2 separate regions of the Drosophila melanogaster genome follow, and region 1 is linked to region 2. The links are chromatin contacts, called in public Hi-C maps. All regions are on one chromosome and are shown on one strand. The core of a region is the stretch at or near the end of the contact, and the rest is flanking DNA. Distances in the headings are between cores, read along the strand shown.

Region 1 (7,162 bases), core at 656-3,155, 830 kb before region 2:
AAGCAGAAAGCGGGCGGCGATGGCGAGGCGAAGGGAAAAGACAAGGGCTCGTCAGGAAGTCCGGCCAAGTCTAAACCCAACGGTGTGACTACTGAAGAAAAAGAAAAGGAGCGCGACAGGAGTGGGGGCAAAAAGAAGAAAAAGGACAAGGACAAGGAACGCAGTGGACAGGCGCGGTATCCGGAAACGGGTATACCCACCTCCGGTCGTTACGCTGACCCTCCCCTAAAGCGTAAGCGGGATGAGAACGACGCTGATGCAAGCAGCGGACTAGCAGGTGCCCCCGGCGGAGGCATCGGCGACAACCTCAAGTCCATGTCCTTCAAACGGCTGAACATGGACCGTCACGAGGACCGTAAGAAGCACCATCGCGGTCCCGACTACTACGGTGGCAGTGGCCCACCCATGGGAAGTGGTAGCTACGAAGGCGGCAGCAATTCCCGGCGCCAGGGCCCCACCTCCCCATCTACACCCCGTACTGGCCGGGGCGGCTATGATCCACCGCCCGCGCCATCCGGCTACACGCCGGAAATGGAGCGATGGCAATCCCGCGATAGGTAATGATCGAAACGGGCTTTGTTCCTGCAAGTGGATTTCTAATATGCTTTACTTTTGCAGATACAGCCAGGATTACAAACGGGATCGCTACGATGGATATGGGCGCAGTGGGGGAGGTCAAGGCAGCTATCATCGCGAACGCGACCGTCGTCCCGAGAAGCGCAGGTAATTAATCGCTCAGGCTTACATCCTTTTCCTAAATTTGTTTTATCTAACATTGTGTATCATTTGACTCATTTCGTGGTCCTTCATTTCAGATATCCGTCTGGCTTGCCACCGCATCCTTACTCAAGCCACTACCTGCCGCCCAATTACTATGGATTGCCTAATGGAGCCGTTCCGGGCCTACCGCCACCGTCGTCTGTCTACCGCAGTGACCCACGCGGATATCCGGTCATGCCGCGAGACTATCCTGCCGACTACAGACGCAGCGACTACGAGCGGCGCACGCAGACCTGAGGAGTCAGCTCTGGGGGCCGACTGTCGATTGTACATAAAACACTTAGACTTAAGCCCGGCTGGCGGGCCATCGTGTCCTGGCCAGCCACTCGACACAGTAAAACCAACCCGCATACAGTACGTTAAGCGTAGCTCCATACACCTGTACAAGTAATTCCTAGCAGCTAACTATACTTCTATAAATGACTATACATCCGATCGCACAGAGGGCCGGCATTGCATCATCCAGGGTTTAGTGGCAATACCTGCAACCTAATCTTAGACTTTCCGTGTATAAATCGTAGCGTAGGCTTTAACTCGTCCTTCATCATTGCGGAACATCGTTTTTATACTGGCCAACTGCACGGAAGATGCGGCTGGCTGCGAATGCATGCTGTGTGGTTTATTAGGTGGCCCACGGTGCGAACCAGTCGTTCAAAAGCTTTTAAACCAACAACAAATTCTCACTATATTTAAACACTATCATCATATGATTGTAAGCACGAAAGCAATGGGTCCCTTGAAGATTCGTATTACGGTTATTAAAGCAAGCAGCAGACTAATCATTTGTTTAATGTCTCCATTGCATTCGAACTTTTATAAGACGTTTAAAAATAAAAAAAATCAGTGAATGATCCAGAGAATTGTAATCTAGTTAAAATTAATTATACATAAATATTTAAATTACGTTGTAGTGTCTGAGAAATCTATTATATATATATATATATATATATCAATAAATTATAAAATATATAAATTGAACCCTATGTGTTATCATAATTCTAAAAAGCATCCCCCTATATTTAAATTGTTTACAGAATAAAATTCCCCAAATTCAGATTTTTCTCGTTCCATTTTCGAAACCAACCTTACGGCGCTATCTTGACCCGACGCACATGCATCTGCGGCTCAGCTGTTTCGAACTTCGAAAACATTTGCCTCCGCGTTTGATTTGATTGCTGCGGATTAATTACAAAATAACCACGAAATAATGGATAGCGAGCTGAACGGATCGGAACTTGGCACCAAGGAATTTTGGGAGTCCAGCTACAACCGGGAGATACGAAACTACAAGAGCCACGGCGACGTGGGCGAGATCTGGTTTGACGAAAGTGCCCAATGGCGAACGATCGACTGGCTGCTTAACGAGGAGAAGATCGACAAGGAGGCGAGTCGAGTGCTGGACCTGGGCTGCGGCAATGGCATGTTCCTAGTGGGCCTGGCAAATGAAGGCTTCACCGGAGACCTGACCGGCGTGGACTACTCTCCCAAAGCCGTCGAGCTGGCGCAAAACATTGCGGAGGATAACAAGCTGAGCATCACATACAAGGTGGCGGACTTAACCCAGCCGCAGAACGAGCTGGGCCAATTTGACGTGGTGCACGACAAGGGAACCTACGATGCAGTCAGTCTTTGTCCGGATAATGCCAAGGAGAAACGTGCTCTCTACCTGGACACGGTGGAAAAGTTGCTGCGAACTGCTGACAGCCTGTTTGTAATCACGTCGTGCAATTGGACCGAGGACGAGCTGGTGGATAGCTTTGCCGAGAAGTTTGTCAAGTACTATACCATTCCCACGCCGACCTTTAAGTTTGGCGGCAAGGTGGGCAATGTGGTAACCTCAATTGTTTTCAAAAGGAAAAAGGAATAAACATGTTGTATCTCAAAGTGAATAACTTTTTTCTCCGGGAAAGCTGGTTGGACTGGACACTTTTATACAAATATACTTATTATAAAAATATTTATAATAACACATTAAAAATCAATTATTAAAATCCTACATTATAAAAAATATAATAATCCATTACATTTTAAAATGAAGTTCATGCTGGAATAGAATTTGTTAGATTGCGCTCTTTTTTCGACAAACAGGAGAGCCAAGTGGCACCACTTGCTGGAATGGAATGGCCTGCTCCTCGGCGAAGGCCAGGAAATCAATGCCGTAATGCTGTATCAGTTTTGTGGTCATGACTACATCAGCCTCTGCCTGGTGAGCACTAAGTGCTGGTATCTTAAATATTCTCGTGTAGAGACTTTCCAAATTATAAACTCCGCGGGGGGGATAGCGTTTGTTCTCGGCACACTTGCATCCACTGAACAGCTGGCGTCGTGACCTAAACTCATCGGGTTTCCGCTTGGGAGGGGTCTGCTCCTCCAAGTCATCCTCATCGCCGTCGCGTAATAACTTACGCTTGGCGAATGCCTCTGTAGGCTTTAAAATTGGACGATTTGGAGTGGTTTCGTTTCTGGTTCGCCAATCGATGTTCACGACCGCTTCTGGCTCCTTGAGGCAAGTTTCAGTATTCTGTTTGGGTTTCAGCTCCGGAATGATTTCCTGCACATCGTTGGGTACTTTCAACTGACTGGTTTCTTTTTGTTGTGTGTCGTCAATCTCCATGAAGGCGCGCAGTGAGTCAACACAAGTCAGGGATTGGGGAAGCTCTATGTTTAGTTTCTCAAATGCCTGCCTCAGAATGGGAAAATCGAAGCCCCAACCATTGTGAGCCACCAGGCAAACCGGACTCGGCAAGTGCTTTAGAAAACTGACGATGAGTTGCGCGGCATCCGTGTCTAGCTGGGACTCCCGCTCCAGCAAGTAGTTGCTCAGACCTATTGGGTGATAAAATCATTATGTGAATGACTCACGGGTGCATTTTGCAGCTAACCTGTTATTCTCTCCGCTTCCGGGTCCACTACCATGGACGGCTGGAAGAGCACATTCAATTTGTGCAGCACCCGCGGTGCCGCTGGCAGCTCCTGCTGCTCATCCTGGTCCTGCTCCTTCTTTTTCTTCTTAAGGAGCGCGGCTTCAAAGGCGTAAATGCACAACTCCGTAATGCTCACTCGGTTGTTCCTGTAGGCAGGCAAGTTGGTGGTCTCTAGGTCCAGAACGGCAAATGTGGAAATCTTTGGCTGCTCCTCCGCGTGCTCCGCAACTGCATCGTTCGGAGCCATTAAGAGCGCAACTGGTGGCTAAAAGTGCATGTACATAGTATGTACATATATTTCGTTTTATTCAAAATGTTTGAGGACCAACACGGAGTTCTCATTACATTTGCCAACACTACTGTTGCCTTGAAAACATAGAGATGGCACAGTGAACTATCGTGACAAACTTATAAACTCAGTGTGTGCACTAACAGAATTGTTAATTTAAAAAAAAGACGGTTGAAAAATATACCAGATTATTGCCCAATCTAGTCAACTATAATAAATGATTGGCAAGAAAGCGCGCTGGCAATACTAAACTTAAATTTGACACTAGGCTCCCGTGTCACGCAAAGCAGGCCAGGATTTGCTGTCTCTAACTCAGCGGATGAATTACACCTAATTCCTCACTTTTGCAGCAAACGTCGACAAGTGCAGTTAACATTTTGTGTGAGTATTAGAACTAACTAGAATAATTAGAAAATGGAGGCCACCTACCGCCAGGAACGGGAATGGCTCAATGCCCGCGCTCCCATGAATGGCAATAGTTCCGCCAACTATGGCCCTTATCGCGGCTATGACGGCTTTTTCGGCCAATTGGGCCAATCACAGATCCCAAATCAGACCCAAATGGGTCAAACTTTGAACGGCTCTGCCTCCTGGTCGTTCCCCTCCATGTCCTCTGACTACCACCAATCCCCTGCTGCCCCGCAGGCCAACTCTAACTGGAGCCGCGAAAGAGTCAACTGGAACAACGAAATGCGTCGCGACCCCTCGTATCAAGCTGAGCCAGGCAACACCATCAATCGCTCGTGGCCCGGCAACGGCGGCCCTTCCGACGGGAGCCATTGGCCCACTCCGAACTCATCCATGCAGGTGACATCGGGTGAAAGGGGACTGCCGGAACACATTCGCAAGGAGCTATCGCTCCTTGGCCCCGCCAAGCGCAAGTGGTTCTTTCGCTATCTGGACACGGGCATCAGCAATGAAAAGGCCCTTATGAAGGCCTCGGAAAGACGCACCAGTCCGGTACGTTCTGAGTGGTACGACAAGTCAGTTTCGGCTGACCGCGGACGCAGGCGTCCGGAGCAGCCGATTTCGGATGATCGCGTTCGCAAGCGTGCGAATGATGATAACTCGTCGGGCGGTAGAGCCCATGAGGATGTAAAGAAGCAGAGGGTCCCAGAGCCGTCATGGACCTCGAAACAGAATAGTATTACCATGGCAATAATGGCGGAAACTTATCCGGATTGCGAGCTGACTAATCAGCAATTGCATGAGATCGAAGCCGGCCTTGTGGAGGAGTTGAAAAAGGGTTGGAAGTCCAGCATCAATTTTGGGGGCATTCAATTTCTTACTGGAATGATCCAAGTTGTCTGCATGGACAAGAACTCCCGCCAATGGCTGGAGCATGCGATTTCCAAGATCACGGCGTTACCGGAAACTAAACTAATTTGTTGTCCGGAGGATGATATTCCGGCCACAAAGGGAATCACAGTCAGAGTACCACGTTCAGCTGATGAGCCCGATAAGGTCACGTTTCAACTTTTAAAAGACCAGAATAGCGACCTTCTGTCGAAGACTTGGGAATTTGGCCGTATAAGCCAGACCAAGGATGGCAAGGTGGTAGTAATAAGCTGTGGCAGTAAGTCTTACAACCTGGTGCAGAAGAAGGGCTTTTGCCTTAGCTACCGTTTTAACCAGCTCAATTGCCGCGAGATAAGTGGCAAGGAGGCCCTCAAGGCGGTTCGCAGCTCAGAGGCTAGGTCCACCGCCGAGTTATCTGAAATTGACCTAACCGAAGAGGACGGCGAAGAGTTCATTTCTCATCTTGATCTGACCGTTGTGGACGAAGTGAAGGGAGATGATGATGATGAAAATGAGAATGAGATGACTGAAGATCATGATGAGGTGGAAGAGGCAGCTGAAGAGCAACACGATGATGTGGAGTTCATTGAAGAGGAGCCGGGCGAGAAGAGCAATGATGTAGAGGTCACTCCTGAAGCGGAGGGCGAGGAGTGCGAAGAGCCTCATCAGGAGGAAGAGAATTGCAACGCTGAGGTGGTTAATGAAGACACATGCTCCTTGTAAGCAAGCCGATGGGTAACGGGATTCATGGTAACGAAAAACTTCCTTGATTTATAAAATGTGCTTTATATATCTAACTCTTTTCTTCTTCAATACAATAGGAACATTTTAAACTGAATAACACACCCTAAACATATTTGACATACGAAATGACATGACAACGGAACAAGGACAGCAGTATCGTGCAGCTTCACAAGTGAATTCTCACTGCAATATCAGTTCATACTGCCTCAAGTCGACATTAACCATAAGGATTTCATATTATAAAATACACCAAAGAAATATGTAATATACTTCTCAATAAACACTCACTACCACATTTAAAAACTGTTTTTTATTTAATGTGTCACATATTAAACATGATCGGGAAATCTCATGTGTAATTTTGCAACAATGGAAATACGAACGTTAAATATCGTAAAAGACGAAACAGCGTTTACATACATGCGAGTCATACCAACAATCGTCTTATCACTACTACTTAAGGATTTCGAATCCCATCGTCATTGGAGAATATTACATTTTAAAATACATTGGTTAAGATGCATGGCACGCATTTCTTCTGGCACAAGCGAACTAGGAACCGGCGCTGGTCACAGATCGACTATCCTCCGACTTGGAGTCAACTGGCCCATTTCCCCGCTTCACTGAAAACTGCATGTAGTCCTCACGCGTGGCTGCCTCATACTCTTGCACCAGGCAGTCAACAGTTTCGCGAGATTCGTCCAGCTCATTGAGGTCGTCCTTGAAGATGTCCTCGCGTCGAAACTGGTCAAGAAAGGCGCCGCGCTTGCGAAGCTTGTCATACTGGTTGAGAGCTCGCTCGAAAAGCGAGCAAATGCTGGTGTGGTTGGCCAGCATCAGTCCGGACACTCGATGGTTGCTCTGCACGTAGGGCGATGAGCGGGAAAGGGCTACCTGGATAGAGGTGGGGCCCCAGGGAATGAACTGGGCCATCTTGCGGTCGCGGATGCGCTGCAGTGACTTGTGCACTTGAGTGGGATCCACCTCGCCCTGGATAATGTTTAGAATGGAGATGTAGCAGTGATGATTTGACTTGTCGGGACCAGTGGACACCATCATGTTCTTGGGCTGCAACAGACGCCGCATTACATCTAGAACAGTAGTCTTTCGCACATTAACCAGCTGC
Region 2 (6,935 bases), core at 573-3,072:
ACCGTCTCATACAGGAGGTGTCCAAGCGGCGGTGCCTGTGGGACACAAACATGTCCATTTCGTACCGCAACCAGGACGCAGCTCTCCAGTGGGCGAGTGTCGCGCAGATAATGCAGCAGGATGGTGAGTGGCGGATAAACGAGGAGGGTTTTATATGCCTAGGAAACCTATAAATAACACCTGGTCATTTTGCAGTCTCGATCTGCAAGAAACGTTTCAAGGGAATGCGGGACAGCTACCGGGCAGAGGTGCGCAAGATACAGCAGAAACGAATCGAGATGTCCCACTGGCCATACTTTCGCTCACTGGAGTTCATGCGCCAAATCTTCGATCCGGAGGGCCTGGTGCCCTTTCCACCAGAGCCCTTCGTGATGAACACCGAGCAGCCGGAAGTCTTCGAGCCCACCCGACTGGTTGACTTCGCTATCGATTTGGATTTGGACAATGATGACTCTGTTGACTTTGAAATCATCGAGGACATATTTAAGCGGGAGCCGTCAGTGCCCCAGGACTCTGGCTCGGATAAAGGCTCGCTGATCAAGCCTTTGGATTCTTCATCCTCGGGCGCCCATCGTTCCGATCAGGATCTATCGCCCACATTGCCCATACACTTGCCGCGCCACCAACAATTCCTGCCACGTCCACCCCCGCCTTCGAAGAGAGGACGTCGGAGGAAAACTTCGCCGTCTAACGATGTCCCCTTATTGAATGGATACGCCAGCCAGGCGTCAAAGTCTACCACTGAACCCGATCTAAAGAACGATTCGGACTTGAGTTTCTTGATGAGCATGATGCCGCACGTAAAGTCTCTGTCAGCCATTAGCAATCTTAAGTTTCGAATGGAGATGGCGCGCGTTCTGGTGGAACTCAGGGAGGAGGATCAGCACATGCTCGCGGCGGCGGGACCCGAAGACGTTCTAGAGCGCAGCATGCCCAAACTAACACCAGCCCCGAATTCCAGTTTTGCCACTCAGCTGGAGAAATCCCAGTACCATCTATCCAATTCCAGCTACCAAATCAGTAGCCGAAAAACACCAACTTCGTTTGACTATGTCGACAGCTCCATGGTTGAGTGCGATGTCAAGATAGAGAATGAGCCTCTGCTATGAAGACTTCATACCAAATTTTTACGATTTTACATTCACCAATAATTCTCTAAGGAGTATTCCTTTCATATTGTTACAAGTCTTAGATGAAACCCTACTCATACATGAGTAGTTGTTTGGCAAAATGCCTATCATAAGACCATTATCCACACGCTGAATTGCTTGTAAAATATTGATTTGTATTGTCCAATAATTTAACCATTTTGACTCCGGGTATGCCATTCGCGGGCTGTTTTAAAGCAATTTACACGAAATGGAATATACAAACAAAATAACAGCTGATGCTGATTAAATTTTAAGGTTTAGCTTATCATTGGGATGTCATCTGGAAGGAATTTTAATGGATTTGAATTGATTTAAGATTCTGTTTTCGAATAGACACGTAATAAATATGTGCATACGATTTAAAAAAGGTCCAATGATTTTAAGGTGAGATAATCCTAAAATCGATTCGGTTTCATTTCCCGATGTTCCACTACGAAATGTCAACCATAAATAAAACAAATAAAAGAGGCAACTTGGTCGAAAACAATCTCAGTTCAATTGTAATGAAAATTGACGTCCGGTGCATAATTTATATATAATAATATATATCTATATATATATAAATAATAACAATTCAAGATTATTTGCTAGTTTATGTTCCTTGTCTAACGTTCCAGAAAAAAAGTAACTTGGCATTTGGCAGTCGGACGTTTTCGTTTCGGCGAATGGTATTTAGTTAGGCAGCAGTACGGTCACACTGGCGGAACTAACTAAAAAAAAGTGTGAAAATTTGTCAAATATTTCGACAAGTACAACGATCTAATCGATTCGGGAGCAGAATTCAGCCCCCGCAGCAAAGCGCCCGCGTGTACCACCTGATCCGAGGATGCAGAGATCCACAGACCGGTTGCGCCGGCTGAAAAAGCTGAAGAGCGTTACGGGAGCGCAGGATGGCGTTGGTGGCGGCGATGCGGCGGCGACGGCGGATAATCGGACCTCCGCATCGTCGGACACGAACGGAGCAGCCGCCAGTAGCGGAGCCGGCGGCAATCAGCCAGGCACACTCAATCCGGAGGTCTTCAAGCACTTGGACAAATCCGGACGCAGTGAATTGTACGTGTGTGGTACCACGCTCCGACACCGATGCAAACGCAGCCAGAGATATATGCACACGCGCCCAAACACTCGCACTCGCAGTACAGTGGCTGTCGTCAGTTTGTGTCTTGCTGCTGGATCGACTGTTTGGACTGACTGTTCCTCGTTCCCTAGCTAAATTACACGTTTACTTCTAGCCTGAAGTACCTCAAGCATCAGTTGCAGGATGCGGCGGATACGCCCGTTTACGACAAGAACGGCGTCTTTAAGCAGGGCATCTCCAATGCCATATACCAGCTTCTTTGGCAGACTCTGCGCTTCACTCACAAAAAAGACATAGTACTCCACCTGCTCCTGGAAGTCGTGGTGAGTTGAATTTGTTGTTGTAAAGAAAGATTTATAAGGCATTTACTTCTTAACAATTGTCGCTATATATAACGTTTTCCTATGTTGCAGGCCCTCCATGCGGACTTTCCCAGCCTTATAGTGGACGTGGTTAACATTCTGGACAGCGAAACCTCCCTTATAACCGATGGACTTCAGGAAGAACGACATGCCTTTGTGCAACTTGTTAAAGACTTGGACAGGGTGATTCCAGAAAGTCTTTTGAAAGAACGTTTGGAAATCGATACGTTGCAGGAGGCGGGAATCGTCAAGAACAAGAGCTTTTACTCTAAGTTCATCAAGGTCAAAACCAAGCTATAGTACGTACATATAGTAAAAGCGATTTGAGGTTAATAAAATATATAATCTCTACTTTCCCTTTAAGCTACAAGCAGCGTCGGTTTAACCTTTTCCGCGAGGAGAGTGAAGGGTTTGCCAAGCTTATCACAGAGCTAAACCAGGAGTTCGACGAGAACACCACTCCAGAGAGCATAATGGATATCATAAAATCCCTTATAGGTAAGATAGTTTTGATAGCTATGAGGAAACACAGTCAAACCGACTGCATTAATTGTTAATTGAATTGCAGGCTGCTTCAATCTGGATCCTAATCGTGTGCTGGACATTATTATCGAGTCCTTTGAAACTCGTCCGGATCGATGGAACTTGTTCATACCCCTGCTGCGCAGCTACATGCCCACTGGTGCCATTATTTGCGAAGTCCTCGGCTACAAGTTCTGCCACTTTAAGGACTCCCGCACTCCCCGCTCGTTATATCATGTATGTGCTCTTTTGCTTAAGCATGGCGTCATTGCTCTGAACGATGTATACGTGTGGTTGACTCCAAACGATGGGAGCATTAAGGCGGACTGGGAGGAAGACCTGGCTGATGCCAGGGAAATGGTCCGCAAGCTGAACCTTATACAAACCAATAAGAAGGAAGACGAAAAGGATCCACCACCGCCGCCTTCAGTTAAGAAGTTCAATGAGGTAGATTTAATAAACGTTTTTTGAGGGATTCTACTAACGATATCGTTTTATTCGCAGGAAAAATACAATGCAAACCAAAAATTTGGCCTCTGCGAAGCTTTGCTTAAAGTTGGCGACTGGGAGAATGCGTACAAGATCATCCAGAAGCTTCCCGAGCAGGCGGTTGTATTGCAGGAACCCATTGCCCGTGCCATTGCCGATCTGATTCACCTGTCCGTGGAGAATATTTATTACAAAAAGTGTTTTAAGGCTCCCGCAGGACGTAGGCCGAGCCGCAATCGCCTGTATGAGGATTCCAAGTTGGTGGCCAAGATGCAGGCAAAGGAATTCGGCGACTTAAGGAAGTACACCTGGCCGATGGCTAACGTGTTGGGACCTGCCATGCACTACGACACTGTGCTGATGTACAAACTAATCCGTATTATGCGGAAACTAGTTGTCGATATGGGCGTGGACAGCCTAAATGGACCTCCGCCGAATTCGGAAGCAGAGCAGCACTACTATGACATTATGAGCTCGCTGGACGCCTGCATTCTACCCTCCCTTCTATACTTGGACAACAACTGTTCCATGTCCGAAGAGATCTGGGCTGTGCTTAAATATTTCCCGTATCATTTTCGCTACAGTTTGTATGCGCGTTGGAAGAACGACAGCTATCAGCTGCATCCCAATTTGATCAGGAGATGTGGATTGGCACAACGGGATATTAAGGCCCTAATGAAGCGCGTGAGCAAGGAGAACGTCAAGCAGCTGGGACGACTGGTAGGAAAGTATAGCCATTGTGCGCCAGGACTGCTTTTCGACTATGTGAGTTTCATCTAGGTACTATTCCAAAACAGTTTATTCATTTCCATTACTATTTCAACAGATTCTCTTGCAAATTCAAATCTATGATAATCTAATTGGTCCGGTCTGCGACCTGCTCAAGTATCTTACTGCCTTATCCTTTGACTGTTTGGGATACTGCATCATCGAGTCGTTGACGTTAACAGGTCGTCTCAGGTTCAAGGATGACGGCACTTCGTTATCCTTGTGGCTGCAAAGTCTTGCCTCCTTCTGCGGCACCATATACAAGAAGTACAGCATTGAGCTAAGTGGTCTGCTTCAGTATGTGGCCAATCAGTTAAAGTCGCAGAAGAGCCTGGACTTACTGATTCTGAGGGAGATCGTGCATAAGATGGCAGGCGTGGAGTCCTGCGAGGAGATGACTAATGATCAGTTGCAAGCCATGTGTGGTGGTGAGCAGCTCAGGGGAGAGGTAATTATCCAAGTCACTGCAATATTGTTCTGTTAATTGAGTGTATTTGTCGCTATAGGCTGGCTACTTTAGTCAAGTGAGGAATACGAAAAAGTCCTCTAATCGCCTAAAGGAGGCATTGGCCAATAACGATCTTGCCGTGGCTATTTGCCTTTTGATGGCTCAACAGAAACACTGCGTCATTTATCGTGAGACGGCGGCACACAGCCATTTGAAGTTAGTGGGAAATCTGTATGATCAGTGCCAAGACACACTCGTCCAGTTTGGTACGTTCCTAGGCTCCACCTATTCTGTGGATGAGTATGTGGAGCGGTTGCCCTCGATTATAACCATGCTTCGAGAGTACCACATAAACACGGATGTGGCCTTCTTCTTGGCTAGGCCCATGTTTACTCATCAGATCAATGTAAGTTCGAGCAAACCATTCTGCAAAATATTACAAAAAGGTTAACCGAATCCCTCTTACAGCAAAAATATGATCAATTGCGCAAGGATGACCCTAACGCCAAGAAGCTCACCACGACGCAAAAGCTCCAGAAGTATTTGGAAGCTACGCAGCTGATCATGAACCCTATTGTAGAGTCTGTTCGTCCACTGCACAGCTCCAAGGTGTGGGAGGACATTAGTCCGCAGTTCCTGGTAACTTTTTGGAGTCTGAGCATGTACGATCTGCACGTGCCGAACGAAAGCTATCAGAGGGAGGTTGCCAAGCTAAAGCAGCTGGCCCAGCAAGCGGCAGAAGGCAAAGACTCTAACCAATCTAAGAACAAGAAGGAGCAGGAGCGCTACATTGCGCTAATGGAGAAGCTGAACGACGAGCGAAAGAAGCAGCATGAGCACGTTGACAAGATCTCGCAGCGTTTGCAGGAGCAAAAAGATAGTTGGTTCCTTCTACGATCTGGCAAGTCCGCAAAGAACGACACCATCACGCAATTCCTGCAGCTCTGTCTCTTCCCGCGTTGCACCTTCACAGCTCTGGATGCGTTGTATTGCGCGAAGTTCGTGCACACCATCCACAATCTCAAGACATCGAACTTCTCAACCTTGCTGTGCTATGATAGGGTAATAAGACTAAATACATTTACTTAAACTCGATCTTACTCCTTCTTCTTGTCCTCAGATCTTTTGTGACATCACTTATTCGGTAACATCGTGCACTGAGGGCGAGGCTACGCGGTACGGACGCTTTTTGTGCGCCATGCTCGAGACCGTGATGCGTTGGCATGCGGATCAGGCGGTGTTTAATAAGGAGTGCGCCAATTATCCTGGTTTTGTGACAAAGTTTCGTGTTAGCAATCAGTTCTCAGAGGCCAACGATCATGTTGGCTACGAAAACTATCGGCATGTGTGTCACAAGTGGCACTACAAGATTACCAAGGCGATTGTATTCTGTCTGGACTCGAAGGACTTTATGCAGATCAGAAACGCACTGATCATCCTAATGCGAATACTGCCTCACTATCCAGTTCTTTCCAAACTGGCGCAAATCATCGAGCGTAAGGTGGACAAGGTGCGCGAGGAGGAGAAGACAAAGCGACCGGATCTGTATGCCATTGCCTCCAGCTACATTGGACAACTAAAGCTGAAGACTCCCCACATGCTAAAGGAGAGTGTCTTTCATCAAATCGCCGAGCGGCCGAATAAGGAGTCGCCGACCAGTGTTGGCGCTCCCGCCGCAGCCACCAGATCCGATAAGTTGTCACCCACCTCTCCATCTGGGAATACACAAGGAACAAGGGCTCCAGGCGGAGCTGCTCCTTTCTACAACAGCGAACAAAAGTCGGTGATCAAAGAACCAGATGCAAAAGCAGGTGAGTTGAAATATTAAATGAATGTAAATCTTAAATCTTAAATCATCAAATCTTAAATATGTTTTAGCCTCCACAACGCGTGAATCGAAGAGCCAAAGAGGCGAGGGCAATAATGTCACTTTGGTGTCCACAGCCACTTCAACGGCATCCAATAACGAACGCGAGAGCAAACAACGTGACCTGCCAGCGCCACGTGAGTCCCAATCCCGCAGCAAGGATGACCAGCAGGAGCAGGCAAACAACGGCAGTAATGGCAGCCGACAGAGCGAGAGTCGTAATAGAGATGTGGAACGAGACCGACATGAT

The links. Hi-C and Micro-C count contacts between places; a contact is called where the count stands out from the background.
Region 1: a contact with region 2 is called in a Hi-C map of the S2 cell line, with 5 times the contacts expected there. The contact joins the promoter of CG9643 here to the promoter of tho2 in region 2. A contact is called at or near these places in 33 of 107 Hi-C or Micro-C datasets (the D17-c3 cell line, the Kc167 cell line, the ML-DmBG3-c2 cell line and 13 more).

Annotation. Positions count from the first base shown.
Region 1 is chr2L:2,974,031-2,981,192 of dm6, reverse strand. It overlaps CG9643, which reads left to right and starts at 1,905. Exons shown (of 1, transcript NM_001298643.1): 1 at 1,905-2,782. The coding sequence starts at 1,988. The coding sequence ends at 2,647. It overlaps CG3165, which reads right to left and starts at 4,071. Exons shown (of 2, transcript NM_134888.4): 1 at 3,663-4,071; 2 at 2,693-3,606. The coding sequence starts at 3,951. The coding sequence ends at 2,840. It overlaps Chd1 (Chromodomain-helicase-DNA-binding protein 1), which reads left to right. Exons shown (of 7, transcript NM_001273046.1): 5 at 1-557; 6 at 625-723; 7 at 816-1,631. The coding sequence ends at 1,017. It overlaps gammaTub23C (gamma-Tubulin at 23C), which reads right to left. Exons shown (of 3, transcript NM_057456.4): 3 at 6,335-7,162. The coding sequence ends at 6,589. It also overlaps CG9641.
Region 2 is chr2L:2,140,074-2,147,008 of dm6, reverse strand. tho2 (tho2,) reads left to right here and starts at 1,822. Exons shown (of 15, transcript NM_164454.2): 1 at 1,822-2,204; 2 at 2,384-2,552; 3 at 2,643-2,890; 4 at 2,956-3,089; 5 at 3,160-3,560; 6 at 3,618-4,367; 7 at 4,429-4,818; 8 at 4,877-5,224; 9 at 5,287-5,880; 10 at 5,939-6,629; 11 at 6,697-6,935. The coding sequence starts at 1,978. It overlaps CG11723, which reads left to right. Exons shown (of 2, transcript NM_001272977.1): 1 at 1-123; 2 at 196-1,712. The coding sequence ends at 1,109.